Linked DNA regions of Mus musculus: all the other regions are linked to region 2. The links are chromatin contacts, called in public HiCAR-type and promoter capture Hi-C maps. All regions are on one chromosome and are shown on one strand. The core of a region is the stretch at or near the end of the contact, and the rest is flanking DNA. Distances in the headings are between cores, read along the strand shown.

Region 1 (5,446 bases), core at 1,746-4,245, 510 kb after region 2:
CGTTCGACCTTTTACTAATGACACAGAAATCTAAGATACACACACGACACGACCACAAAAATAAGACAGTATAAGAACACAATCGAACCAAGTGCTGAGTTGCTATGAGAACAGAAGACAGAACGTGCCTAATGTCTCACCTCTATGGTTCCCCCACAATACTCCTGGGACAGTTCAATAGTTGCCCTCTGCCAACCAATCTTGTTCTAAAGCAGCACTGTCAAGAAGACCTTCTACTATGAGAAAAACATTTTATATCGTTGCCATCCCACATACAGAAGCTGGCTGGCTGTACTTGAAATAGGGTTAGTCGATTCTTGAGATCCCATTTTACTACATGGAAGCCAATTTAAATATAAATGGCTACATGTGGCCAGCGGCTATTCAATTGAACATCCGGTTTTCGAGATTTTTACAAAACAGCCAACAACAGTTTTCTATCTTTTTTTTTTTTTTTTTTTTTTTTTTTTTTGGTGGAAAGTGCCCAAAAAAACCCAAACAAACAAAAAATCCAAAACTTGTGAGAGAGGAGCTCAGGAAGCCAGGAGAGGGTAGGGATGTGGAGATCACCTATTAAATCGTCAATTCCACTTCCTGCAGTCACATTGATAGAAATTATCCCAAAGGGCAAAACTGACCAAAGGGGATTCATGGTGCAAACCATCGAAAGCCAGAGTGAGCAAATGTGCTGCTCTGGGTGCCTGGGTTTGAGCAGTGATACGTAGGCTTCTCAAAGGAGCGTGCACAGCAGGGGAATCTGTGCCACACATATGAACACACGCCAATGAGGCTCGGAAAGGCAAAGGCGCTGCATACAAATGTTCCATCTTACTGTCAGCAGGCAAGAAGGCAGAGTTGTGCCTGGTGGCCCAATGAACAGCTCACTTTTCAGATACTCTGTTCCAACTCCATTTGGGAGCAGACTGAATAGAAGCTGAGAAAACCGGAGTAGTTCTAGGTGAAGTGGGCTCCTGAATAATTTCTCTGAAAAGACGTGGTGCTCAAGAGCATACTCAGCATGGTCAGAAATGTCAAGAGAGTGTGCGCACTGGGGCCAGCTGCCACTTGTTTGAACAAGCCTGATGCCCCATCTCTTTCCAGATGGGGGTGGGTTTGGCCATTTGCTGTAGAAAATAAAACAAAACAAAACAAAAAACCCTTACACCCAGGGCTGCCTCCAATAAACAAGGAACTGAATTGATTGGCCTTTATGGGGTACGGGTTGGTAGAACTTACCAAACATGCAAAAGCACCGAGTTTTATTAACACAACTTAGACACCCAACCTGCTACAAGACAGCATACCATGAACACTTTGAAAACAACTCCCAAAGCTCATATGCTTTCAGGTTTAAGTTAGACACTGTTACTTCCACTTAACCAGTGGAAAAACTTAAGGCACAAACATTCCCTGGTCATTACTGTGTCACATACAATGCTGATGAATATCATCCAGGGTCCACAGATTTATCCCCAAAGGTTAAGTAAGAAAAGCAATGGAAGAAACTTGAAAACCGGATGGTTAGGTCACACTCAGCACAGCGAGCCTGCATCTAGCAATGGTTTACATTAAGAGATTAAAACATCACATAGCCGTAGATTACACAACACCATGCTTGTCAGGCAGTAACTTGCCACTCTCTGGTTGTAGGATGGACTCCCCTGTAAGAATTAAAACACTCTGAAGGCCTCACGTTGGGTGTCATTGGTCTAAAATAGATAGGATTTGTTTGTTTGTTTGAGGGAGAGTCTCACTTTGTAGCCTAGGCTGGCCCCAAACTCCATATGTCCCAGAGGCTGGCCTTGAATTTGCAATCCTCCCACCTCTGTTTCCTGGGATTAGATGAGTGATCTGTCTTAAGTTAATTAGTTTTAACAGCTATCCCAGATGACTATAATAACCAGCCTGCATTAGGGATATATGTCAGAAGAAAACAAACTGGAGGACGGACTCAACATCTTGTTGGTGGCGCTCAACCTTCCTAATGGTTTAATACAGTTTCTCTTGTTGTGGTGACCCCCCAAGCAGAAGGTTATTTCGTTGCTACTTTATAACTATAATTTTACTTGTTATGAATTACAAAGTAACTATCTGATAGGAGACCCCTGTGGGGGGAGAACCGCCATCTTAGGCGATAGTGTGTTTCTTGGGTTGTTGGCTATTATTAAAAGAAAAATAAATGATGAAATGGGTCTAAGTGCCTATGGTCACTCTTTATCTGTCCAAGGGCTCCTTCCTTGTTCTACACTGTCCAGGAGGTAAGAGATTGGTCCTGAGCATCACCGATGGCAGGATGGAGGGGGAACTGGAGGAGAGAGCCAGGGGGAGAGAGTGGAGGGGTGGCAGGGCTTGTGAGAAGGCCATGGGAAGCCAAGGGTGGCCCCAGCCCTCACCTGCATCGTAGAAGGCATCGAGCACGGCCGTCTCCCCGAAGTCGAGCTCCCCGAAGGGGACGGAGGTGAGGTGGGCGCCCTCGGCTTCGCAAGCCCGAAGCAGGCACTTGAGCGCCCCGGCCTCGGGGCCGCCGCCGGCGGCTGCCCCCTGCGAACTTTCGCTGCGCACGTAGACAGCCCGCAGAGCCCGGCGTGGCCCGCGCCCGCCCTCGGCCTCGCCGCCCGCCGCGTCCCCCGTGCTCTCGGGCTCCGCCAGCCCCGCCGCGCCCTCGGGCCCCGGGGGCAGCCTGCCCTGGGGCGGCTCGCCGGCTTCCTCCGGAGCCTCGGCAGGGACTGGCCCGCCGCCGCCGCCGCTGCCGCCGCCGCCCTCCATGTGACTGGCCCGCGGGGCTGGCGGCTTCGAAGCCCAGGTGCTCTTCCCCGAGACACCTGCTGCACAGGCGGATGACGGACGGGCGGACCGGAGGACGGACGGCGGCCGCAGGGAGCCGGAGCAGGGGGCGGGCGCAGAGGCCGGGGCGGGCAGGTGACCACGGGTTCTCCGGCGGCCGGCGGAGCGGAGCTCAGGGCCGGCTTGCCCCGAGCGCCCTTTGAAAGCCCGCGAGAAAGAGGCGGGGGCTCCGACGTCAGGACGGGCGGAGGGGGCGCTGCCGAGAGCCTCGGGGCAGCAACGCCAAGGGCGCCCCCTGCCGGCTCCCCCGCGCAGCGCCCCCAGCCCGGACGCCGGCCGAGGCGAGGATTGCAGGGCTCAGCTCGATTTGGCTCTCCTTGGGTCCTCCCCTCGTTCTTCCTTTGAACTACTGTTACAAACTCGTTTCCTTGGCTTCCTTCCTTTTTTCCTTCCTTCGTTCTTTCCTTCTTTCCTCCCTCCCTGACTTCCTCCCTTTCTTCCTTCCTTCCTTCATTCCTTCCTCCCTCCCTTTCTCTATCTTTCCTCCCCCTCTTTTTTTTTCTTTCATCATTTTTCCCCGCCCCCACGCCTGCCCACCAAACAAGTTGAAGCTTTCAACCACAGTAGACTTTCAAGGCACTAATTGGATATTGATAATCAGTTCCAAACTAAGTGCACATGCAGCTTTAACTCTACATCAGGAGGATGAGCAATGCCTCATTTGGCACTCGCCACTGTCCAGGACATAACCTCCCTGAGCCCTGTCTTGCAGCCTTATTTGTCTTGACTTTGGTAGTGACCTTGACAAGGTATGGGGAGGGTGCTGGCAAGCCAACATTTGTTTGCCTGGGAAATACACTCCCGTAAAAGTGCGCTGCCTACCTGACCTCTGAAATACTAAGGCTCCAAAGAGGTCTCCACTGCATCTCTGCAGCTCACCATTTTAGTCTCCAGCATTACATTATATTTAAACAATAAAATGCACTACAAGTTGTCATGTGGTGGTGGAGTTGTCTTTTTAACAGCTGCTTCTAGGTATAATTTACAAACCACCTAGAACAAAATGGCTGGCTGGATCTTTAGTGTAGTCCCAGTTCTGTGTCCATCACGACAACTTTTAGAATGCCTGAACACTCCACTACCCACCCCACCTGCACCCCCACTACCTTTTAGAAATCACTTTTTATTCCGTCCTCTGAAATAACCAGCCCTTAGCAAACCATCAGCCCTGGCTCTCTATTTGCCTTGTCTGTACATTTCCTATACTGGATGGAATCAAAGTGTGAAAATGGGTTTTCATTTGCTTTGTATTCAGTGCTAAGAGGAGAATGTCTGGGTTGCATGAAGGATATGTTTAACCTTTGAAGAAATTCACTGCTTTCCAAAGTGGTTGCATCATTTCGCATTCCCATGGAAGTGTAGAAGTGTTCCATTTCCTCTATAACCCCAGCAACACTTGTGACTGTCTCTTTCTTCATTACAGCTCCTAGTGGGTACTAGAACTCATTCTGATTTCGAGTTGCAATTCCCTGTTGGCTAAAGGTGATCAGCATCTTGTTCTACACTCCTGTCTCATTCATGTAACTTCTTTGGAATATTATCTATCTAGGCCATTTGCCAACTTTTTAATTGTTTTGTTTTGTCCATGCAAGTGCATGCACGCATTCGTGTGGAGGCCAGAAGACTCTGGGTGGTATATGGCAGGCGCCATCCACACCATCCAATTTGGCTTTGAGACAGGTTCTCTCTCTGGCCGGGAACTCACCAAGTAGGCTGGTCTGACTGCCCAAAGAGCCTGCCTGGCTCCACCTCACCAGTGCTATGGCTCAACCCCCCCCCCCCCCAAATAAAAAGATAGTGAAAATATCCATGGAAATGCTACAAGAAATCCTTCCCTAGTTCCAGCCTTAGTAGAAATCAGGAACATTATGAGTGGTGGCATTGTGTCTCTGAGGAAATGTGTGAGAACACTCAGGCAGGACTTGGAAAAACTTTCAACACCTGTTCTGTTCTAAGAATTTTTTTTTTTTTTTAGTATGGTGCTATACAAGGACACATGTGTTCCTTGCAACCTTGCAATGCACAATAGTAGTAATTTTCCTAATGTGCTTGTTCATCTGAAATTACTCCAGTGACTGGCACAGCCTTTCAAAGGGCAAAGTCACACATTTGAAACCCCTTTTGCCGGTGTCTGTTGTCTTCGCAGCAATCTTCTCCAATTCCTCTCAGAGCTCTCTGGGGCCTGGCTGCTGGAGCGAAAAGCCCGGGAGTTGGGAATTATGGCTTGAATAACATCTTTCTCTAAATCCAAACCCTGCCGAGAAAAGAACCTACCATTTACCCAGCTAACAAGCACCTTCCCTGAAGTTGGCACACACAGCCACTAGCCCATTGTCTCCAGCAATTTGTACACATGAAGCAGGCCTCATTGGCCAATGTCCTTCCAGCTCCCTCTAGCCCCTCCGGGGAGAAAATTGCAAAATGCTGCCTTAGTCTTGCCTGTTTAGTTGAACAGGTATTCTTTTCTCCATCGTGCCTTGCTCCTCACTAAAAGGCATGTTCTGGAAACCGCTTTGTCCTATTGCAGAAGTATCATCAAAAGTTTTTCCGGATATGGAAAAGAACTCTCCTCCTTTGTACCTTTTCTCTGTGGATTTTAATG
Region 2 (4,753 bases), core at 273-2,772:
GTTTGGAAATGACCACCAACTGCTACTTCCTTCTCTGACTCTCAAAGCCCTAAAAATAGCTGCTGCCAACTGAAGGCAAGCAATATAGCTGATGTCTTTGCTCTGAACAAAAATAGCTCAGTGGTCTTACATTGGGCACTCACACATAACTTTTGCCAAGCAGGAAGCATAGCAGGCGTATTCATACCTGAGATTATATGCACAGTTTCACAGGACCCCTTGATGCTGATGCTCTGTGCCCAGAAGTTTTGTTGGCTGTAAAGCAGCAACCAGAGTGGTCATAGGGTCCTCTCAGGGGGATTTCTAACAAGGGAGGGGCAGTAACAGTTGCCCACACTCTGGTCAGATGCAAGCCTTGGGAGTTTTTCACTCCTGCCTACTGTTCCCAGAGTAGAGTTAGTTCACTGTTCTCCTTCAGTGTGCTCTGTCCAACCTAACAGACTTCTTTCATCCAAAAGAGGCAGTAAGGAAGGACCTCGAGGGGGGTGTCCCGATGGGGGGAAAAAGAGGAAGGGAGGAGGAAGAGGAGAGAAAAAAAAAGGTCCCAGAATTCTGCAAAGCAGCCGCAGCAACTGTTCAAAAGCCAGAATGCCTGACTTGTGAGTAAAGTGAATAAAATAGCGATAAGGGAGTAGGGTGATAACTGGCTAGCAAAGGACTGGATTAAAGTCGGAAACCTCTTAAATAAATGCAAGCTCTCATGAGTGACAGAGGCCTTGGGGAGAATGAGTTATATCAGTGGGCAGTTTCCACCGTTCTCTGGGCTGCTCTCTGTTTACCTGGTAACACAGGATGGTTTGCTGCACCAGCCTCGCGTACCCGTCCAGGCGGACCCCAGAATTGCTCCTGCTCCGCATCTCGCCCAAGCTCATGGGCCACGGAGCTGGACCTGCCCGCTGGTGTCCGCCAAAGTTGCCGCCTCCAAGCTGACCTGGTCCTCAAAACATTCAGCGTCAATGAGTTTCTTCAAAGGGGGCCGAGAGGAAGAGTTTTCAAACTGAGAGACCCAAAGTATGACTTGCAAGGCGAGCCAACCAGAGTGTCGCGCCGCTGGGCGGTGCGGGGGAGGAGACGGGGGTGGCGCTATCGCGGCCCGGCTTCCTCCCGGTCAGCAGCTGCCCCGAGGGTTTCTAGTCCCACCACCATGCTCGACAGAACCTAGACTGGGCACTAGGCTGGAGAAAGGCCTTGGCGGTACCCCTCTGTTTTGGGAGGCGGCTCCGGGTTGCTTGGGAGCTCACCTAAGCTTTACTAGGCTCCGCCCCCCTCGTGGGGCGGACTCTCCAAGTCTCCGCCTAAAGGGAGAGGGTCTACAGAGGAAGGCCGCTGGGAGCGGCGGGGAGCTGGGCTCTTAACGGAAATTCAGTTTTTTTTATTGACTTTGCTCCTACCTCAACCTGCTTCCAACCGCGGCTGAGGCTAAAGGAGCAGAGTCCTTCGGTCGCGGCCCCCGGGGTACGGAGGCCACCCCTCACGCCGGCCCGAACCAAGAAGCGGAACCCGTGCAGTCCCGCCCGGAAGGAACGCGTTGGGGGGGCGGTACCGATCTGCTCGCAGCTCCGCCCCCAGTCCGCCTCCTCCGTGGGGTTTGGAGCCCTCCTTGTCATGGCCTGACCAGGAAGGAAAATGGGGCAGCCCGCAGGAGTATGGAGAACTTGGATGGAAGCAGAGAACAAGTCGGCTTTCTGGGTCGGCAATGACAAGGTCTCCTGAGCGGAGCCGCCAAACCCACCGGAGACTAGAAAGAGGCTGGGCCGCCTGGGCATCCTTCGGATGACCGGCCGTCATAGCCCCGCCCTGTCCTGGGCCTCACCTGAGGACAGAGTCCCCATAGTGGAGCTCAGCACTGAAAGCAAGAAAGGGAGGCCTGAGTACTGTCCTCCACATACACTCCTGGTACCCGTGGCTCCTGGCCTTAGCTCCTGGGAGAATTTTGCAGTTCATTTATAATAGTATATTTTGAAATTTGGCATCCCATTAGTTGTCAAGGTTGCTAACCACAGGCCGCATTCTTTGATCCTGTCTTCATTGTCCATCAAAATCTGGCCCACAAATAAATTTGACTGGGCAGCTGTTCTAATGTAATTGCTTCCACAAGCACTTTGTTATTCTCCACTTTGACCCATTTCATTGTCTAAAACTTACCTTTGCCTTAAAGACTAGGTCAGCCCACTCATTAGCGTTTCCAATTTTCTGGATTCCTATAGCAGTTTCCTCAGTAAAGATGGGGCAACGAGTCAGTTCGAACTGCACTTTATTCCATTTCTGATTTATATAGACATTTGTGTTACTGTTTCAGTTGTTTGACTTTTACTGTTTTTATCTGTTGGGGTAAACCTCATGCCTTGTAATGTGACAAGGTCAAGTGCGTGTAGCACATACTTGACTCAGAGTGGCACTTAAACCAGAGCTATTTTCAGCACCATTTGGAAATAGTGTATTGTTTACATTTTAACTGAGGCATACTTTTCTAACTGGATTATGAGATGCTTATGAAATAGCTTGGTATCTCCCACCACACCTGGCACAGAGTTGATTGTACATGTGTCTAGGGCTCAATGTTGATGGACTGAAAATGAGTCCTGCTTATTTGACTCCCCTTATAGTTAGTCTTTAACTAAAGCACCCAACCCCTATCAGCCCACATACTTTTTCTCTGAGACAGAGTCTTGTCATGTAGCCTAGGCTGCTCTCAACTATATTATGTATCCAAGACTATTCCTCAAACTCACAGCAATACTTCTTTCCTCGGCATCCAAAGTGTTGGGATTCTGAGTACGTGCCACCACACCCAGCTCGAGTACTTTTCAACATTCTTTTCAAGCCTTGGTGCATGTATATGTTTTACATTGGGCAGTTCCCCTCATATCTTCTTACCATTCTTTTCTCAACTCATTATTTGTTTTAATAATGGCACTGAAGTTATGAAACAGTGCACAATGTACTTCCATGTAGGAGTTGCTGTGGCCTAGGGAGTAAGATTAAGCATTCAATTACCATAATTGAATCCCTTTAGTAATCTTTCTATGTACCTTTCCTGGAGATTTCATATATTCTTCTGTATTTAAAAGGTGGCATCATTGCTTATTTTTAGGATGGCTTGTGTTCTCATTGGAAGCTTAAGACTCTGTCTTAGAGGACAGCATGCAAAGTGGAAATATCATGTCTTTTGAACCTAAAGTACCCTGTCTCTGAATTGGGAGGGTCCATTCTTAATCAACTTGAAAAAACTAACCAGTTAACCAAATTAAACTATTTCTGTAATAATTTAGTTTAGATGACCTGGAATCATTTTACTTTCCCATTACCATAGTGTAAAAGAATGTTAAATTTGTCTCTGCTCCAACTTCTTGCAGCTATATAAGATTGAGAGTCAAGGAGAGGACATACCAGGGACTATAAGGGTTTCTTCATAGTGAAGAACGTATCTATTAAATATATTTTAAAAGCATATATTTTAAAGCCAGGAATGGCGATACTTGTAATCCCATCTTTGTGGATACTGAATCAGGAAGGTCCTGAATTTGAGGCAAGCCAGCCAGGGTTACAAGGCTATATAGCTATCTAGGTAAACATGATAAAAATACACTATATGGAATTCTCAAATAATTAATAAAATATTATTTTAAAGGCTATATATTTGTGATAGTTTGTATATTCTTGGACCAGGGGGTGGCACCATTTGGAGGTGTGGCCTTGTTGAAATAGGTGTGACCTGGTTGGAGTAGGTGTGTCATTGTGGGTGTGGGCTTAATACTCTCACCCTAGGTGCCTGGAAGTCAGTCTTCCACTAGCAGCCTTTGGATGAAGACATAGAATTCTCAGCTCTGCCTGGGCCATGCCTGCCTGGATGCTGCCACACTCCCACCTTGATAATAATGGACTGAACCTCTGAACCTGTAAGCCAACCCCAATTAAATGTTGTTTGTTTTTTTTTTTTTTATAAGATTTGCTTTGGTCATGGTGTCTGTTCACAGCAGTAAAACCCTGAATAATACAATATTCCATATGAATATATATTTAAATTTTATATGCTCTGATTTCTTGATGTTATATCTGGAAACTGAGGTGAGAAATAAATGAATATATTCCTAAGAATTTTTGACCCAATTTTGTTCCTTTTTTAAAAAAAATCTTTTTTATGCACATGAGTATTTTGCCTGCATGTATGTATGTCTACTGTGTTCGTGTCTGGTGCCTGTGGAAGTCAGAAGAGGCTGTCAGATCCCCTGGAATTTGAGTTATAGATGGTTGTGAGCTACCATGTGGGTCCTGAAACCAAACCCAGGTCCTCTGCAAGAGCAACAAGTTCTCTTAACTTCTGAGACATGTCTCTGGTCCCAATAGTATGTTTTTATTGTACTTACTCAGCTTCTCCTGGTTTCTGTCCCTCAGACCCCAAGGAGGAGATGAGATAGAGATAAACTGAATCATCTTTTCTTGCTATTATGAAGACAAAAGTCACACCAAACAAGTCTGCTTGGTGAGTATGCCATTCAGTAAATTAACTCTCCATTGAAATACCCTTCAAATAACACACCTTCCTCCAAGGTGACCTTGTTAGATACAAGCCAGCTCACCGAGTGGAACAGTTTGCGTCATTTCATTAAAGGCACAGCTCATTAAAGGCAGCAAAGTTCCTATGATTCAATGATTCTAGAGAATTCTGGGGGAAATTTCTCCAGTGCATTGAGGAAACACTTCAGATGCCGGGCACTGCTTCGACATTTCCTGAAGAATAGTAGCTCCTCTG
Region 3 (5,338 bases), core at 829-3,328, 870 kb after region 2:
CATTGAGATCAACAAAGCACAGCCTGCCTATGCAGACCAGCGACTTCTTTTTGTGCAGAACTCTTTCAGTAATCCACCCCAAAGGAAAAGTGATCCCCAAAACATTCCTTATCACCTCAGAAGAAATCGCTGCATTTCCACAATGACCATTTTCCACAAGGGTTTTAAAGTATTTTCTTTTGCCAATGGGCTAAGTCATCTTCATCAAGGCAAAGCAAGAGTATGAATTAAGTGTTGTGTCTTCCACGGAGTTTCATGCCATCCACCCATCTATTCGATATTGATTCTGAGCCGATTCTACACCAGGCATGGAAGAAAAACCATTCTGAGCAGTACCATACAACACAATGCTGTCCCAACGGTCACTGAGCCTCGGGTAGAGGAGATAAATGTTAAACACACTGGAATATGTCATTCTGATGTGGAAAAAAAATGTCATACGATAAAGGAACTCATTTAGACCTAGAGTGCTGTGATCATCAGAAAAGGGCACTTAAGCTGAGAGGCCACCCAGTCACTACCACTTTGACAAAGGGAAAGACATTTTGGTAAACAATCACAAAAGGGAATTGAACTTCACTAATGAACAACTTACTGGGTTAGCACCCTTTGACTCCTGCCTATTTCTTGCTGGCTAGTGTAAGATCCTATTACCTGCATACAAAAAGTCTCACTTTATAACGATTCATTATAATGTGCAAACTGCTATGCTTGGCCTAGAAACACCCCAAAAATCATATGCTAGAGGCATAACAAGCAAAGGCTGACCAATGAGCAAGGCTAGTACCTAGATAAAGCAAACGTTTACTAGAGACCAGACAGTCACAAGTCCTTTGCTCAGTAAAGTGCCAGTTCCCCTGGGCAGTAAGGTGGTTTCCACACTGTCAGGTCTATAATAAAAAGGATCCTGAAGAGCTAAGGTTAGCTGCCTACATGGAAATTATGCTTGCTAGGTGCATCAAAAACTGGATCACCATTTCCAGTTCCTGGCCCTGCAGACTGAGAGGAGGATATAGGAAGTAGCCTTTGAGTGTAACAGAGTGGAGAGGGGTTCGGCGTGGGGGAAGACAGAGTGAGAGGTGGAGGCACAAGTGGGGAACGCATGAAGAGCTCAGGACCCTGGGACAGCCCGCCATGCCCGGTACTGGGGCGTTTCCTAACCTCCCACCACCGGCATCATCAGGCAGTAAAGACAGTCTAACCCTCTCCCAGAGACCCCGACCTTCAAGGCTCTTCTCAGGCTGGCCCAAGAGCCCTGTACAGGGCCAGAGCCCACCAAATCCTGGTACCCGGGTCCACAGCGCCAGGGAGGGTGCACTTGGGTGGGAGAATGGCAAAGACAAAACTCTCCCCGCCCACCCGAAGAAGCCAACCACACCCCCTGACTCCCTCAACCCAAGCAGCCCCGGAGCTAGCCCCCGCGATTCTCTGCTCAGGCCCCCTCGGGTTCCAGTCCGTGCCGCGCGCGGGCTCCGCAGGGACACTAAAGCAAGTGAGAGTGAATGGGGGTGCGCAAGGCGAGGGAGGGCGCTCTGCGCGATGTCACTCTCCCGGCCCTGCTCCAGGGCGCCCTCCCCGGGTCCGCGGTCCCGGGATGGGCGCGCCAGTCGACCCCTACACACAGATGGGCTGAAGGTTCGAACGGCCCCTGCACTCACCCATTGGCGCCAAGACGAGCCGAGCCGCCGAAGCAGCGTGAAAGTTGGCGGAACCGGGCGTTGGGTTCGGAGCGCCGAGGTCGCGGCGCAGGGATCGGGGGCGCGAGCGTCGGGACGCGGCTGCTGCTGGGCCGGCTTCGTCCTCAGCGGCGGTGGTGGCAGCTCAGCGCCGCCCGCTACTGCCTCTGCTGCTGCTGCCGCTGCTACCCTGGGGCGACTCCTGCTGCTGCTGCTGCTGCATCGCGGCCCCACTGCACCCGGCTGCTCCGGGTTTCCTGCTCTCTGCGAGTGGAAATTGCGAAAAAAAAAAAAAAAGAAGAAGAAGAAGAAAAAAAAAGAAAGAAAGAAAAGAAAAGAAAAGAAAAAAAGCACCGCCCAGCCCAGTGCCCTGCAGCCGCCTCGGAGCCTGCTCTCCCCTCCTCCCCGCCGCGGCGAAGCTCAGCGGCTCCGCCCGCCCGAGAGGCGCGGCCGCCAGGCGGGGGCGGGGTCGAGGGGCGGGGCCCGAGCAGTGTCCAGCCCGACTCTGGGGCTCGTCCTCTGTCTGCGGGGCTCGGCCGCCCCCCTCACCTCTGGCTCTGTCCCGGCTGGAGCTCCGCAGAGGGTCGCCCCCTATCCGCCTAGGCTCGGCTCACGCCCCGGGAAATGCCGCGAGACTCCTCGAGACTGGAGGAGATTTAGGGGGTCCGTGGGGGTGGGGGCGTCGGAGTTGTGGGGCACGTGGAAAAGGTGGATCGAAGGCAGAACCCCGAGAAAGGAGGGCTGGGGGAGGGGAAGCCGGTGGCAGGTGAAGAGCGGGACACCTGCTGTTATTAACAGGTGACACCCCTTCCCTGCGGGGGGGGACATAGAGGAAGAAGGCTGCTAGCAGGGGGCTGTGGGAGGAAGGGGCCTTTGGCTGTGGCTTTGGAGTACTGGCAGACCAGGTGCGAGTTTGGAGCGTAGGAGGTGGTACTGGGCTAGAGGTGCCCAATGAGAAGGGCGCAGTCAGGCTGCTGAGCAGGTCCGCTGCTGGCCACCGCCCCTCCCAGGATTAGACCCTCCTTACACCTGACCCAGTGGTACCCGGACAAGGTGTGGGGCTCTGCTGCCTAGGAATGTTTCTAGGTCCAGAGACAAAGATTGGCTGGTTCTCCATCAGGCATCACTGTGCTCTATTGAGCCTCAAACCCGGATAGACAACAATTTTAAGTGGACACTAAAATGAAAATAGAAATCCATAGGAATTCCTGGGCAACTCAACGAGCTTCTTTTTTGGAGTCTATTCTCCACCACACCTTTCAGCCAAAGAGACTTGCCTGCGACCGCATTCATTGAGCAGTCTGTTGTTTCCTTTCCACTTTCCACCATCTGGTGGTAGGAAGAGATAGTGAGCTAGACTGGAGACAAAATAGGCAACAGGGAAAGTGAGACAAGAGAGAAATTAGATCATTGTCCCCTGCAAATGGAGGCTGGGGACTAGTGAACCCAGAGGTGACAAATAAAAGCTGACCCCATGCCCAATGGAGATCTGCCTTGCGTACCCGGTGAATAATAATAATGCAGCATTATTTGTATATTGGGTCAAAGCCTAAAATTTCTGTAGAAATATGTTGGAGGGTGGAGGGGGTATTTCAGTCATAAGGCTGAGGCATAGAAGATGGTGCTGTTAATGAGTTCTGGCTTAAAGGCTAGCCTGGGACACAGGATGATCCTGATGAGTAAGGGGGAGGGAAGAGGAGAGACTTGCAGGCAGGGCTTTAAAAAGAAGAGTAACAGCAGCATCCTTCTCTAGACACTGGTCATGTGTGTCACAGCAACCTAGACGAATCAAGATACAGAAGGCTCATCCCTACAGTGGCCCTGCTTGTTACGTGCCTTGACGCATCCACATTCTTATTAAGACAATGAAACCTTATGACCCTGTAGTTGACAAACACTGAGACTCAGAGCCTAACTTAACCCGCTGTTAGTAGAACATTCTCCCCTCAACGCAACAAGAACTGTGTCTGAAATTCTGAAAGTGGCTGTCTTGGCTAAGCTCCAGATTATTAGACCATTCTAATTCTCTCTCAAAGACATTCAGACCCCCCCCCCCCAAAAAAAATGGTTAGGCATGTGCTCCATAAGGAAATAGCTGAGCTAGATTTATGGTAGCTTGGCACATGGGTGCTGAAGATTTGTGGTTGCTGACCCTTGTATTCTCAGAGTGATGAGTCAAAATGATGAAGAACCAAGTTCAATTCCCAACAACCTCATGGTGGCTCACAACCACTTGTAACTCCAGTTCCAGGGGATCTGATGCCCTATTTTGATTTCTGTGGGCACTACACAAAGGTAGGGCATACCCAGGTAAAACTCATACAAATAATGTTTTTTTAAAGAAATGAAGTCATTGAACACTGTTGAAGAAATCAGCCAGACTTACCTATACATCACAAAGTCCAGTGAAGCCAATTCCACATCCCGCAAGGGACTCTAGAGAGAACGAGCTTGCTTTCTCTGCTTAACATTAGTCTCAATCTTAGTCTTCAAATTGAATTGCTTTGCCAATCTCGCAAGGATAAAGATAGGTCCCTTGAAGTTTTGAGTCTTGGTCTGTGTTTTGTATGGTCCAGAAAAGGATCTATGATAGCTATACTTTCTGTTTGTTGACTCTAGTAAGTATATAGCAAGCCAAAGTAAAGGAATGGATAGCAAGAGATAGATAGCGGAACATCATCAAATCAGGTACATACAACCTATTTCTAGCAGAAACTGACTCAGGAAGTGGAGGGAATCAGCTAGAGTCCTGGCATCTTTTTCCCATAGCTGGCACTTTTATATCATGGGATAAACAATGGTGATGACCTCTGATGGAAATGGTTCAGCTTCTAGCTGGTCCCAAGGACACAGTGGTTTTACTCTTGGGCTGTTTTCCTGTAGTCTCACTCCTGAGACAGAGTTAGGGGAAGCAGCCCAACCCTAGAAAATGTTCTCGGGTGATGCTTTGAAATAAACATGCTTGGGTATGAAGTGGGGGCAGGGGGCAGCCCCAATTCCAGAGCCAGCTCCTCAGTGAGCACAGGTCCAGTTTGCCAATATAATGCTCATTGCAGTCTACCTCAAGGATGCTTTGTTTTTGTGGTGCTGGGCCTTGGACCCAATGAGTGTGTGAGTGCCAGACAACTGAGTTGCAATCCAGCCTAACTTCTCTTTCTTGATCTGAAGACCTCTCACCCCTATTCCACAGTCTGAATGGACTTCCTGCAATGACAAACTCTGCATTTTCTCACAAAATAAAGACTGATAATAAGACTTATTTTTTTTTCTTGAGGCATGTCCTGCCTTTAATGTCTTAAGTCAACCAATTGTCGATACTATTCAAAACTTGAGAATTTTTCATCTTTGGTTTCTCTAAATTACGAATGAACATTCCTTTTCCCACTTATTGCTCCGTTCTCCTGAATCATTCCTATTGTCCTTTCATCTTTCTTTGAGAAGCTCTTGCTGACCAGCACAAGAAAAGTGAACGTCAAGATTCCAGTCCAGCCGCTGACATGAGTACAAGTGTAATTCCGCATCCTGCCTCCTTCCTACAAGTGGATCTTCTAAACAGAATAGATAATGCAGGATTTCAAACATAACCCGAATTATGTTAATTCATTTCATGAATATTTCTAGAGAAATACAATTGTATTTAATACCACAGCTTTGTCCCACTG
Region 4 (5,354 bases), core at 97-2,596, 970 kb after region 2:
TGGCATTTAGGGGCCAGAGACCGGGAGTCAGAAACTCAAGGCTATCCTTGGCTACACTGTGAGTTCAAGACCATCCTTTCTTTAAAGACTCCCTTTTTTTAAAAAAAAGGAAGAAAAAAAGAAAGCCTCAACATAAATGAACAAACAAGCCTTTTAAAGTTTTGGACCTGTTCACATCTAGGGAAAAAGAAAAGTTTAAATATGCCAGGCCTGGCCACGCAGGCCTATAATCTACTCAGGATGGAGAGTGGGTACAAAGTTCGAGGACTGCCCAGCCTGACCAATAGAATGAGTTAAACAGCATCCTGTGTTGAGTGAGACTCTATCTCAAAAGGTACATAGCTCTACGGTGGAGTGCTTGCTTGCCATGGGGAAGGGCCTAGCTTTTCTTTCCAGGCTTATAAAAGAAAAGAAAAGTTAAAAAGGTAGCCTGACCGGAAGCCTCGAGGGCCCTATTTTCTCCTGGCCGTTTGGAATGTGTTCCAGAGAAGCAGTCACTCAAGGTGTAACTCAAAAAAAAAAAAAAAAACAAAACAAACAAAAAAAAAAAAGCATATTTCGAGGGCTAAGTTTCTCTAGGGCGGTCCTGACCGGTGGCCCAGTTGACTGAATTCCTCCCAGGGAGGTCTGCGCTAGCTAACTAGCCTTTGACCTTGTCCGCGGAGGATGCGGCTCCCGAGGCCAGAGCATCTTTGGCGGACAAAGCCGGGAGCATCGCTCCGCTCCGGAGGGCTCCGCGTCCTCGGGCTTCAGCCTCCCGGCACCGCCCCCTCCCTGGTCCCCGGGGACCCACGCGGCAGGAGCCTGGCGCCGCCACCTGCCCGCCGCCGTGGGCGGGCAGACCTGGGGGTTGGGGGGGGGGGCGGGCAGGTGCCCGAGCTGGCGGCGGCTCAGGAATAGCACCGGCGGGGACAGCCTCAGAACCCACCCCCCCTCAGGGCAGAGAGCCAAGCGGGCGCGCCAAGGGAGCCTGAGCCTCGAGGGGCGGCAGCCGCTTAGGGAAGGCGCTGGCCCCAGCGTGAACCGGAGAAGGGATGAGGTCCCCGGAGAAGCCAAGTCCGCCCGCAGTCCCGTTCCCGCCCGCCACCGTGAGAACCGCCACTCGTGGGCGAAGGACACACCCTCCCTCCTTCCCAGGCTCGGGCTTCCTCACTCTGCCCACTCCCCGGACCGCTCACCCCTCAGAGAAGTCGTCACCAGAGCCCGTCGCTGTCGCTGTCGCCGTCGCCGAAGCCTCCGCCGCTACAGCCGCCGCCGCTGTTGCTGCTCCCTCACCGCCTCGCCCGTCGCGCAGCTCCCGCCTCCTGCTCCAACCAGCACCCAGCTCTCCCCGCGGGCCGGGACCCGGAACCACTTCCTTCCGGAATGGTCTGGTCCCAACCCCCTCTGGCCCCGCCCACAGTGTCCGCCTCCCGCCCAAACTTGCCTTCAAGGAGGAGAAGCTCGGGTCCAGCCCCGCCCAGACGGCGCCCGCGGGCTCTCTAGCGCCCTCTGCTGGCTGCGCTCTCCCACGGTTCCCTGAGAGACTAAAGTGCGCTCGCGAGTTGATCTGGCTAGAAGGAAGAGAAGCACCCCAGGTGGTGCAAGTCTGGGACTCTGGAGTTGAGGATCGCGGCCTAGAAGTCAGCCCTCAACTTGGTTCCCTTGATCTTCCTGCCTTGTGTGCAGTATCCGCAGATAGAGGCAGAGGTATCGGCCAAGGTTTTTTTTTGTTTTTGTTTTTGTTTTTTTTTTTTTTTGGTTTTCGAGACAGGGTTTCTCTGTATAGTCCTGGCTGTCCTGGAACTCACTTTGTAGACCAGGCTGGCCTCAAACTCAGAAATCTGCCTGCCTCTGCCTCCCGAGTGCTGGGATTAAAGGCATGCGCCACCACTGCCCGGCTAGCGTCTAGCTCTTTATGTGGCCCATCTATATATCTGAGCCTGCTTCTCCTTGACCTCTGTCCCCACCTATTTAATTTGCAACCAATCATCCAACTTTTCACCATTTCCCATAGCCTCAAATGAAGGGTCTGCTTGGAAAACGGGACCTTCTGAGCTTTCCAAATGGGTTAATGGTCCCAATAAATACCAACCCCTCTCTGCTCTCCTCTCTTTTATATTTTCTTATTTTCTTCTCTTTCTCCTTTCTCTCTACCCTCATTTTCCTCCTCTTTTGTGCCTATAGTGCTCTGTTTGTATGTCCATGTATACTTCCCCTGTGTGGGGTGTGGGGGGAGGTCAAAGGGCAACCTCAGGTGTCATTCCTTGAGAAGGATTGTCCACCTTTGTTTAGGGTGACAGGGTTTCTCACTGGCCTGGAACGTTCCAAGTAGGCTAAGCTGGCTGGCTAGCAAGTCCCAGGAATCTGCCTAGCTCTGCCTCCCCACTACTGGAGTTCCAAGCATGTGCCACCATGCCTGTCTCTTTTTACACAAGGTCTAGGGCTCTGACTCAGGTCCTGATCCTTGCAAAGCAAGCACTATAGTAATAAATCTATCTCCCTAGGATCGCCACCCCCCCACCCCCATTTATCACTCTCTGCCTGCTGTATCTAGAGGGAACCCAGGACCGTGCACTCGGTGTGCAAGCATGCTAGCAAGAAGCTCTCATAACACACACAAACACATACACAACTGCAAAAGAAGGATTTGTTAGAGTAGGACCCACATTCGATCCTGGATAATCCAAACAATGACTATTGGCCCCCGGAAGAAGCAAAACTACGTTAGCTATGCAGTCCAAGAAAGCTGGAAGTCTCAGAAGAAGTGGCATCTGTAATTGCCTACAAGCTTCTTAGAGAGTCTCTGTGTGAGTTAGTGTTGAGACGCTAAAGACTCTGGAATCTGGTGGCCACAGAACATGCCGTGGCCATTAGACGTATCTGCTGAAGAAGTATAAAGCTTGCACACGCTGGCTAGGAATCTTCATTTCTCCACCTTTTTTCCTTTGGAGCCCCAGGCCTATTGGGATGTTGCCACCCACATTCAGAACAGCTACATTCCCCCTCAATTGCTCTCCTGCATGTCAATCATCTCTGACAACACCCCCACAGATACACCCAGAAGTGTGTCACTAGGCATCTCAATCTAGTCAGGTTGACAGATCATGACAAACACATTTTAAGCTACCCACAATCCCACTATTCAACTGCCTTACAGGGAATACAAATGATAGGAACTGCTTCTTCAACTTGAGTGTATATCAGACTCACACAGAGGCTCTTCTTGTTGGGGCCTACCTCCAGAGTTTCTCATTTGGGGACTTTACATTCACTCGTGTTTTTCTTTTCTTTTCTTTTCTTTTTTAGATTTATTTATTTATTTATTTATTATGTGTAAGTACACTGTATCTGTCTTCAGATACACCAGAAGAGGGGGTCAGATCTCGTTATGGGTGGTTGTGAGTCAGCATGTGGTTGCTGGGATTTGAACTCAGGACCTTCAGAAGAGCAGTCAGTGCTCTTAACTGCTGAGCCATCTCTCCAGCCCCACTCGTGCTTTTCATTTACTTGTGTTTTTCATTTACTATTTTTATTGTAGTGCTCGGAATTGAATCCATAGCTCTGTGTATATTATAAGGAAGTTATCTACTGCTTAGCTATCCCCCTCAACCCCTGAATCATATCTTTGAACAAAAGCATTAATATACAGTGTATGGGGATAGAGACGTGATACAGCAGAAGAGTGCACTGTACTCATACAGCACGAGTAGACAGCACTAGTTTAGGATGCAGAAGCCCTTTGAAGAAACAAAAATAAAGATAGAGTGCATGGTTGTACCCTCGCTATTCTTCTGCTATCACATCCATAACATTAAAGTTGATTCCTTTAGTTTGAGTTCCAGGCAGAAGAACTAAAGCAGACTTGCAATGGCTGTGCGTGGATACTAGCTGCATTTCTTGGTAAATGTAAGAAACATATTGAAATGCTTGGATTGGTATTTCAGCAGAACTTACTATACAAATTCATTATACTCAGCATACTTGGCATTCAGTAACAGGTTTGTGATTTCATGAAGAACAAGGAAAGTAATGGGAAAGTTTAATGATATTTTATTTTAATATGTGTACATGAAGAGGCAGTGTTCATATATGCACAAAGAACTGTTGCCACATGCAAATTGTTTTTGTTTGATTTTGAGACAAAGTCTTAAGTAGTTTAGGATTGCCTCAAACTTGCTATGTAGCTGAGGATGACCACAAACTCCTCCCAAATGCTTGGATCACAGGGAGGAGCCATTATGCTCAGCATTATGTGTAAATTGTTTACCTGCTTTCTCCATGGAAATAGACAGAAAATAGAGCCAAGAACCATCTGTTTGACTTGACAAAGGTCAGAGATGAGTCTAAAATTACCAGACACAGATCAGACAGACAGACATACACACATAATGATGAAATACACACGCAATTAAAGAGAGAAAAAACATATTTCTTTTGGTTGTTTCTGTTCTTTGTTTGAGGCAGGGATTCTCTGTGTAACCTTTGCTGTCCTGAAACTAACTAAATAGATCAGGCTGGCCTGGAATTAAGAGATGTGCCAAGGATCAGCCTCCTCTAGGAGAGGGGTTCCAGAGAGAAGGGGTTTTGAGGAGTTGGGAAAAGAAACCACTCGAAGTCAAGTCATGGGTTCAAGCCCTAGGTTCTGCTGAGATGAATTTCCAGATTGCTTACTCTCTCTCTCTCTCTCTCTCTCTCTCTCTCTCTCTCTCTGTGTGTGTGTGTTTGTGTGTGTGTGTGTGTGTGTGTGTGTGTGTGCCTGTGTGTGTGTGTGTGTGCCTGTGTGTATTTTCTGCTCTAGACAGCATTTTCTTGCTAGTCTGTAAACTCTCTGGTTGAGACAACTCTCTCTGCTAGTAAAAATTCTAAAAGCTACCTGGATAACTCATGGGTTTTCTGACCAAAGTCAGAGAATCTTCTCTTAAAAATTTTTGGATCTTCTGACCAAGCCAGAAATCCGGTTAGAAAAATAAAAACTTGAAGAGATGTTTTTGCTCTCCAGATATCTCCAGGTACTCAGCTCTTCTCAGTTCTCTTCTCTTCTCAGTTCTAAGAACTACTATTGCTTTGTGCTAGCTCAGCTCTTGCAGACCAAAAGCCCAGGTTTTATTTACATATCAACTCAGTCATTTACTCCAGGTTCCCTTTTGATTAACCTCTGTATCAGCATCCTGGGACTCCAGCCCCTTAACTCTTAGGAGACAGCAAGCACACATTTTCTTTTAACATTGCAAAAGAACTCAGAGATCTGCCTGCCTCTGTTGAGCACAGATGCTAACTACCTGGGAGGGACCCTGCCCTGTAATTAACATTTCTACCTCCCTTGGGAGGTGGGAGGTAGAAAATGACTCAGTGTGTCTCAGGCTGACCTTTAA
Region 5 (5,186 bases), core at 2,585-5,084, 660 kb before region 2:
CATAAACACTGTTGCTATTATTTCTATGGCTACCAAAGTTTACTTATACCAGATAACAAAGGCAAAATAATCATAAATGTCTTACTCATGAAAACCAAACATTTCATTTTAAATCTTACATAGTTTCTCAAATTTGTTCAAGTTATCCTGCTTTAAAAAAAAAAACTATTCAACTGTGTTAGATTTTTTGCAAATGAAATACAGGTAAAGGCATTTCTATACCTCAAGTAACAAAAACCCAAGCTATTAAGTGTAGCTACTTAAGCTATTTTATGTCTTTACTGGCTAGTTTTGTGTCAACTTGACAAAAGCTGGAGTTATCAAAGAGAAAGGAGCTTCATTTGAGGAAATGCCTCCATGTGATATAACTGTAAGGCATTTTTTCTATTAGTGATCAAGGGGGAAAGGCCCCTTGTGGGTGGGACCATCTCTGGGCTGGTAGTCTTGGTTCTATAAGAGAGCAGGCTGAGCAAGCCAGGGGAGGCAAGCCAGTAAAGAACATCCCTCCATGGCCTCTGCATCAGCTCCTGCTTTCTGACCTGCTTGAGTTCCAGTCCTGACTTCCTTGGTGATGAACAGCAGTATGGAAGTGTAAGCCGAATAAACCCTTTCCTCCCCAACTTGCTTCTTGGTCATGATGTTTGTGCAGGAATAGAAACCCTGACTGAGACAATGTCTATATTTATAAAATTAAATGAATAAATTATAGCAGTTTGGACTTAAGATGAATCAAACTTGCGTTCTATTTCCCTTAAGATAAAATGCTAAAAATATCAGACTTTCTAAAACAGGTAAACCTTTACAATTACCATCATCTGTTCTCTGATTTCTAGGTGTTCTGTGTCTACAATCACTTCAAATCTGAAGATCTCATGTACTAACTTCTATGATATTAATAATGATTTTAATTTTCTTAGGTGACTAGTAATTCAAACAGAGAATCCTCTTGAATCTACCCCAGTATTGCCTTTAACCCAAAGACAGGGGCAATAAAAATCTCAAGTAAAATACCCCACTCCCAAGAATTCAAACTAAAAATTTGTCTCTGAAGCTAACTTACAATAAAACATTTTTATCCAAAAGACCTAGTATTTACTCAGCCTTTTTCAAGGCACTTTACCATCGTCAATTATTTCTTAGTGAGACAACCCAGGGTTATCCGACCATTTCACTGATGTGGAAATAGACACCTACAGAAGAGAACAGGGGCAGGAAAAGGGGTGATAGGAAGCATCTGGGAGAAACAGGCAGGCAGCTAAAAAGGAACAAACTCAAAAGAAAACGAGAGTCAATTCTAGCCTGTAGCTGAAATCACAATCATTATTTTGGCTTTAGAGATATTTAAGATATATTTTGAAATAGGTAAAGTACTTTGCAAGTCTAGCTATAACCTAAGTTTCTTACTAATAAATATGCAATTCCTTAGCATTAAAAATATCCAATTTCCAATGGGCACACTGATTTCAACTAACACTTGCAAAATATCTGTCTTCCACAGGCCTAATCAGAAAATAAACTCATAAAATATATACCTTCATATAATCCTAACAAAGTGCACAAAAATCACAGAAGTCAGAAATATGTTTTGATTACAAGCAGAATGTAAAGAACAGTGGCAAAAGTAACTGAGTTTGACCATTAGTCAAAGAAATGCTTGTTCTCTATCAATTATGATGTTCTTAGCAACCTTGAAATATACAAGGATAAGATGCTGGTGGGTTGGTTTCCTTAAACACCAGAAACTAAAATGCATAATGGACTTTGAATAAATATATTTTGAACTTGGTGAATTCTAGAAAATAAATGCACACTGGTGGTTAATAAATACCTTAACTGAGCCATAAATCTAAAAGGCTGACAAAATACCTGACCAAATCATGACAAATAAGATGCTTAAGGAGCAACTCTGTTTATCAGTTTTAAAACATCCTTTATAGATAGTGCAATACCAGTAACATTATCAACATCCCCCTCACCAAATTACAATTCTAAAGCAGAGCAGGACTTCTGGGGTGAACAGGCTCATAAGGAACTTACCTCTGCTTGGAGGACATACATGGTATTCAAAATTTTCAAAGCTATTTAAATGGTTTGACTAAGTTCTTTATAAGTTTCAAACTATTCTAAAGATGATGGATAAACTCACTGTCTTCTCAAAATCTTAGATTTACTTTCAAGAGCTCATTTTAACATTCCTCCCATTAAATACAGAAAGCCACAAACAGATTAGAATAATACCCATCATTACAAATAGGTTATTTAATGGTAAGGGGGGGCAAAAAAGATAAAATTGTCATTACATTTGGAATAAAGAACATTTCCAAACAATTAGAAAAAAAAATCAAGGTTATGCCAATGAAATAACACTATAAAACAACTGCTTATACACAAGTACATCTTACAATATTCTTCCCTCAAATTGAAAATAATACTGTCCCTGGAAAAATTTAAATTGCAACAACTGATGCTCTCTAAGGAAACAAGCATCTCCAATAGTTGAAAATCATGCATCATAAGCTATCTCCCCTGCCTTGGTTTCCCCTTAGCAACCAATTTTTAAAAGGCATCCTAAAGTCATACTAATGGCATCCTAAAGTCATACTAATGGCAAGTCATAAAGCTTAATATTCTCATTCTTCAAAAACAGAATCAGATTTCAAATTATAACCATACTTTGTGATGAATGACAAGTGTTTAACAACCTTTTTTAAAACATCAATACCCTCAGATAGAAATCTGTAAGTAAATGTGAGCTGCCCACATACATACATGGCAGGACAAGTGGGGAAGGGAGAAATGGGTGATTACTAGTAAGCTTTTGAAGCCACATATATAGCTCAAGGCACTCCCCTCCCCCCTTAAAAATACAGTCGATAAAATTCTAATATCTTTTTCTCTGACTCTTGAAGTACAAGTACCATTCAGGTTTAAAAAAAAAAAAAGTCAATAAAGAAGAAGAACCTTTACAGAGCTGTTTCGAAGCAAATGGTCACTACATTCAAGTTTTACATGATTGCTGACCATCATCTCCTTTAATACATCTCCTTGCCTGAAGGCTCTCAGGGGAAATTAGTCCTAGCCTTCCTGTCCAGCTTTATGAAGGAGTCATCCCCTCTGGAGGGCTAAACGTGTCAGGATCCCCAAAACACATACCTGGCATCAGACCCACAAGGGGCTCCAGGCCACAGGCACATTTTTCTAGATTGATATTCCCTACCAAAATCCAAGTTACTTCCCAAGTGCTTGTCTCAGCCCAAACCATTCAAAGTCATTCCTGACCCTTAGCCCTACCAATCTCCCACAAAGCCCCCAGGCTGCAGCCTGGCCCCACCTACCCTGGGGAGAATTGCAGAGGGCGCTGTCGGTGCTCCTGGGGAGGGGGCCTGTTGAGGGGAGCTGGGCCAGGGGCCGAATACCTCTAGCAAGATGAGCCAGTGAAGAGGGTCCGAATAAGTGTGAAGGTCAGCAGCGAGTGCTAGCAGCGGAGATGGCCCACAGAGAACACTAATTTAGACACAGCAGCCTTGGCATCTGGGGTAAAGCTTCCAGGGGTGTGAGGCAGGAGTGTTGGGACAAACTGAGGCGGGACGCTGGCGCGGCAGTAAGGGGGCGTTCCCAGCGCAGGACTTGCCCCTAAGGCTCCCCTGCCCTGCAGACAGCCATCAGGACTCCAACATCAGGACTCCATCTCCACTTCCCAAGGGGGACCAGGGCCACCAAGCACCTCGGGTCTTCTCCGCCCGAGCAAAAGCACTTCTGTCATGCTAGCTCAGGGAGCAGGCACCAGACTTCACATTGCAGCCGCCATTTTTGAGAAGCCGCGCGCAGAGCCGCGCATGCCCCACAACCGACACAGCCACTCCACCCTCCCACAGCAGGCTGTGTGCCCGTGGTTGCTGCAAACACGCCCTAAGACTGCTGCCGCGGGTGGAGCTTGAGCCCAGGACCCAGCAACCTGCATGAACGAGTTTGAGCAGTGGCCATCGTGGAGAAGTGGTGATGCTAAAAAGCCTTTGGCAGTTTTCCCTTATACTTCAGGATCAGAAATCCTAGCAACAGGCTAAGTACCCAAGACCCCTGGGGTCTAGCATCAAGTTCCATGCTGGGTACTCACTGCCATTAGACTTTTAGATCCCTGGCTAACTCCTATTTTGGCCACTTACCCCCCCCCCAAAAAAAATAAATAGTTCCACAAGAAACCAAGTCAAAGGAGCAAGGAAAACTCAGCTCCTACTATGGAACTGGAGCTGTGCCTTCCAGCTCCTTCAGCTTAAATCCTCTTCACCATGGGTTTTAGGCACCAATGCCCTGCCAGTCCCACTTTCTGGATTCTATTGTTCTTAATTTATGCTTAATCTTAAAGACATGAGATTAGCCTAGTGACAAATCCCGTTTGCTCACATTTGATGGATCCCAGAAGGGTTGAATACATAGTTCAACTTGTGTTGAACTGCACGTGCTTTCTCACCTCAGAGAAACCTATAGCATGAGTGGAGATCACTCGGAAGAGAGGAAGAAAAAATTCCTTAAAATATAGCATCCAGCTGCACAAAATACATCACACAAAATGCCACAGAAAATATTCACCTCTAGTTCAGAGTTAAGAAACCAATTTCAAAGTTTTGCTTGAAAAATACACAATATGCTATGTTAGCCAAAAGTAAAAGTTAAGTCTCCTCTCTATACCTCTATCCAAAACTGAGTGTAGGTTTTCTATCTTTTACCTTAATGTATAATGGACTAAACTAAAAGCATATATCCACAGCAACAAAGAGTATATGCATTTCCTCCAATGTAAAATAATTTTCATATGCAACTTTTACAGTAAGAAATAAATGCCACTCCTTCAAGAATGTTAGCATTGTATATAATAGGCATTGCTAGAAGATAGTTTTAGGAGAAAAAGGGAGAGCTTTTTTGTCTCCCTAAGAGGCCAGTAGTGCCTAAGACAGTAAAATAGAATGTAGTCCCATATATCCATTCTTTTGAAACTGAACAGGCCTAACACCTAGAGATCTCCAGAATGATGTGATATTAAATTCTTTCTCTCTTCCTACTAATTAGGAAACTCTCTCCCTGAAAATAATACAGTATTCTCTTGGTGTAAGTTAGCTGCTAACTTGGGACATACAGTGCCTATTTCTACATGCAAACTCACATATTCTTGATTTCTGTAATGTACCTAG

Evidence for each region. Promoter capture Hi-C pulls out the DNA fragments that hold promoters and counts their contacts. HiCAR-type assays count read pairs that join an accessible place to other places.
Region 1: a contact with region 2 is called in a promoter capture Hi-C map of embryonic stem cells, with 2.6 times the contacts expected there. The contact joins the promoter of Map3k15 here to the promoter of Phka2 in region 2. A contact is called at or near these places in 2 of 39 promoter capture datasets (embryonic stem cells and pre-B cells) and 1 of 115 datasets of contacts at active chromatin or transcription factors (astrocytes).
Region 3: a contact with region 2 is called in a HiCAR-type map of astrocytes, with 3 times the contacts expected there. The contact joins the promoter of Sh3kbp1 here to the promoter of Phka2 in region 2. A contact is called at or near these places in 3 of 39 promoter capture datasets (the 3T3-L1 cell line, the C10 cell line and erythroid cells), 1 of 115 datasets of contacts at active chromatin or transcription factors (astrocytes) and 1 of 9 other capture datasets (liver).
Region 4: a promoter capture Hi-C map of erythroid cells shows a contact between it and region 2, with 73 times the contacts expected there. The contact joins the promoter of Bclaf3 here to the promoter of Phka2 in region 2. A contact is called at or near these places in 5 of 39 promoter capture datasets (HPC-7-derived erythroid cells, erythroid cells, liver and 2 more) and 2 of 115 datasets of contacts at active chromatin or transcription factors (astrocytes and microglia).
Region 5: a promoter capture Hi-C map of hippocampal neurons shows a contact between it and region 2, with 2.0 times the contacts expected there. The contact joins the promoter of Scml2 here to the promoter of Phka2 in region 2. A contact is called at or near these places in 1 of 39 promoter capture datasets (hippocampal neurons) and 1 of 115 datasets of contacts at active chromatin or transcription factors (astrocytes).

The regions. Positions count from the first base shown.
Region 1 is chrX:159,985,753-159,991,198 of GRCm38.p6, reverse strand. Map3k15 (mitogen-activated protein kinase kinase kinase 15) reads right to left here and starts at 2,995. Exons shown (of 29, transcript NM_001163085.4): 1 at 2,394-2,995. The coding sequence starts at 2,766.
Region 2 is chrX:160,498,931-160,503,683 of GRCm38.p6, reverse strand. Phka2 (phosphorylase kinase alpha 2) reads right to left here and starts at 1,522. Exons shown (of 33, transcript NM_172783.4): 1 at 780-1,522. The coding sequence starts at 857. Gm15241 (a long non-coding RNA gene) reads left to right here and starts at 3,866. Exons shown (of 4, transcript XR_387097.4): 1 at 3,866-3,899; 2 at 4,396-4,483.
Region 3 is chrX:159,624,012-159,629,349 of GRCm38.p6, reverse strand. It overlaps Sh3kbp1 (SH3-domain kinase binding protein 1), which reads right to left and starts at 2,078. Exons shown (of 18, transcript NM_001135727.2): 1 at 1,659-2,078. The coding sequence starts at 1,662.
Region 4 is chrX:159,528,660-159,534,013 of GRCm38.p6, reverse strand. It overlaps Bclaf3 (Bclaf1 and Thrap3 family member 3), which reads right to left and starts at 1,346. Exons shown (of 12, transcript NM_001033472.2): 1 at 1,179-1,346.
Region 5 is chrX:161,161,398-161,166,583 of GRCm38.p6, reverse strand. Scml2 (Scm polycomb group protein like 2) reads right to left here and starts at 3,834. Exons shown (of 26, transcript NM_001290651.1): 1 at 3,336-3,834.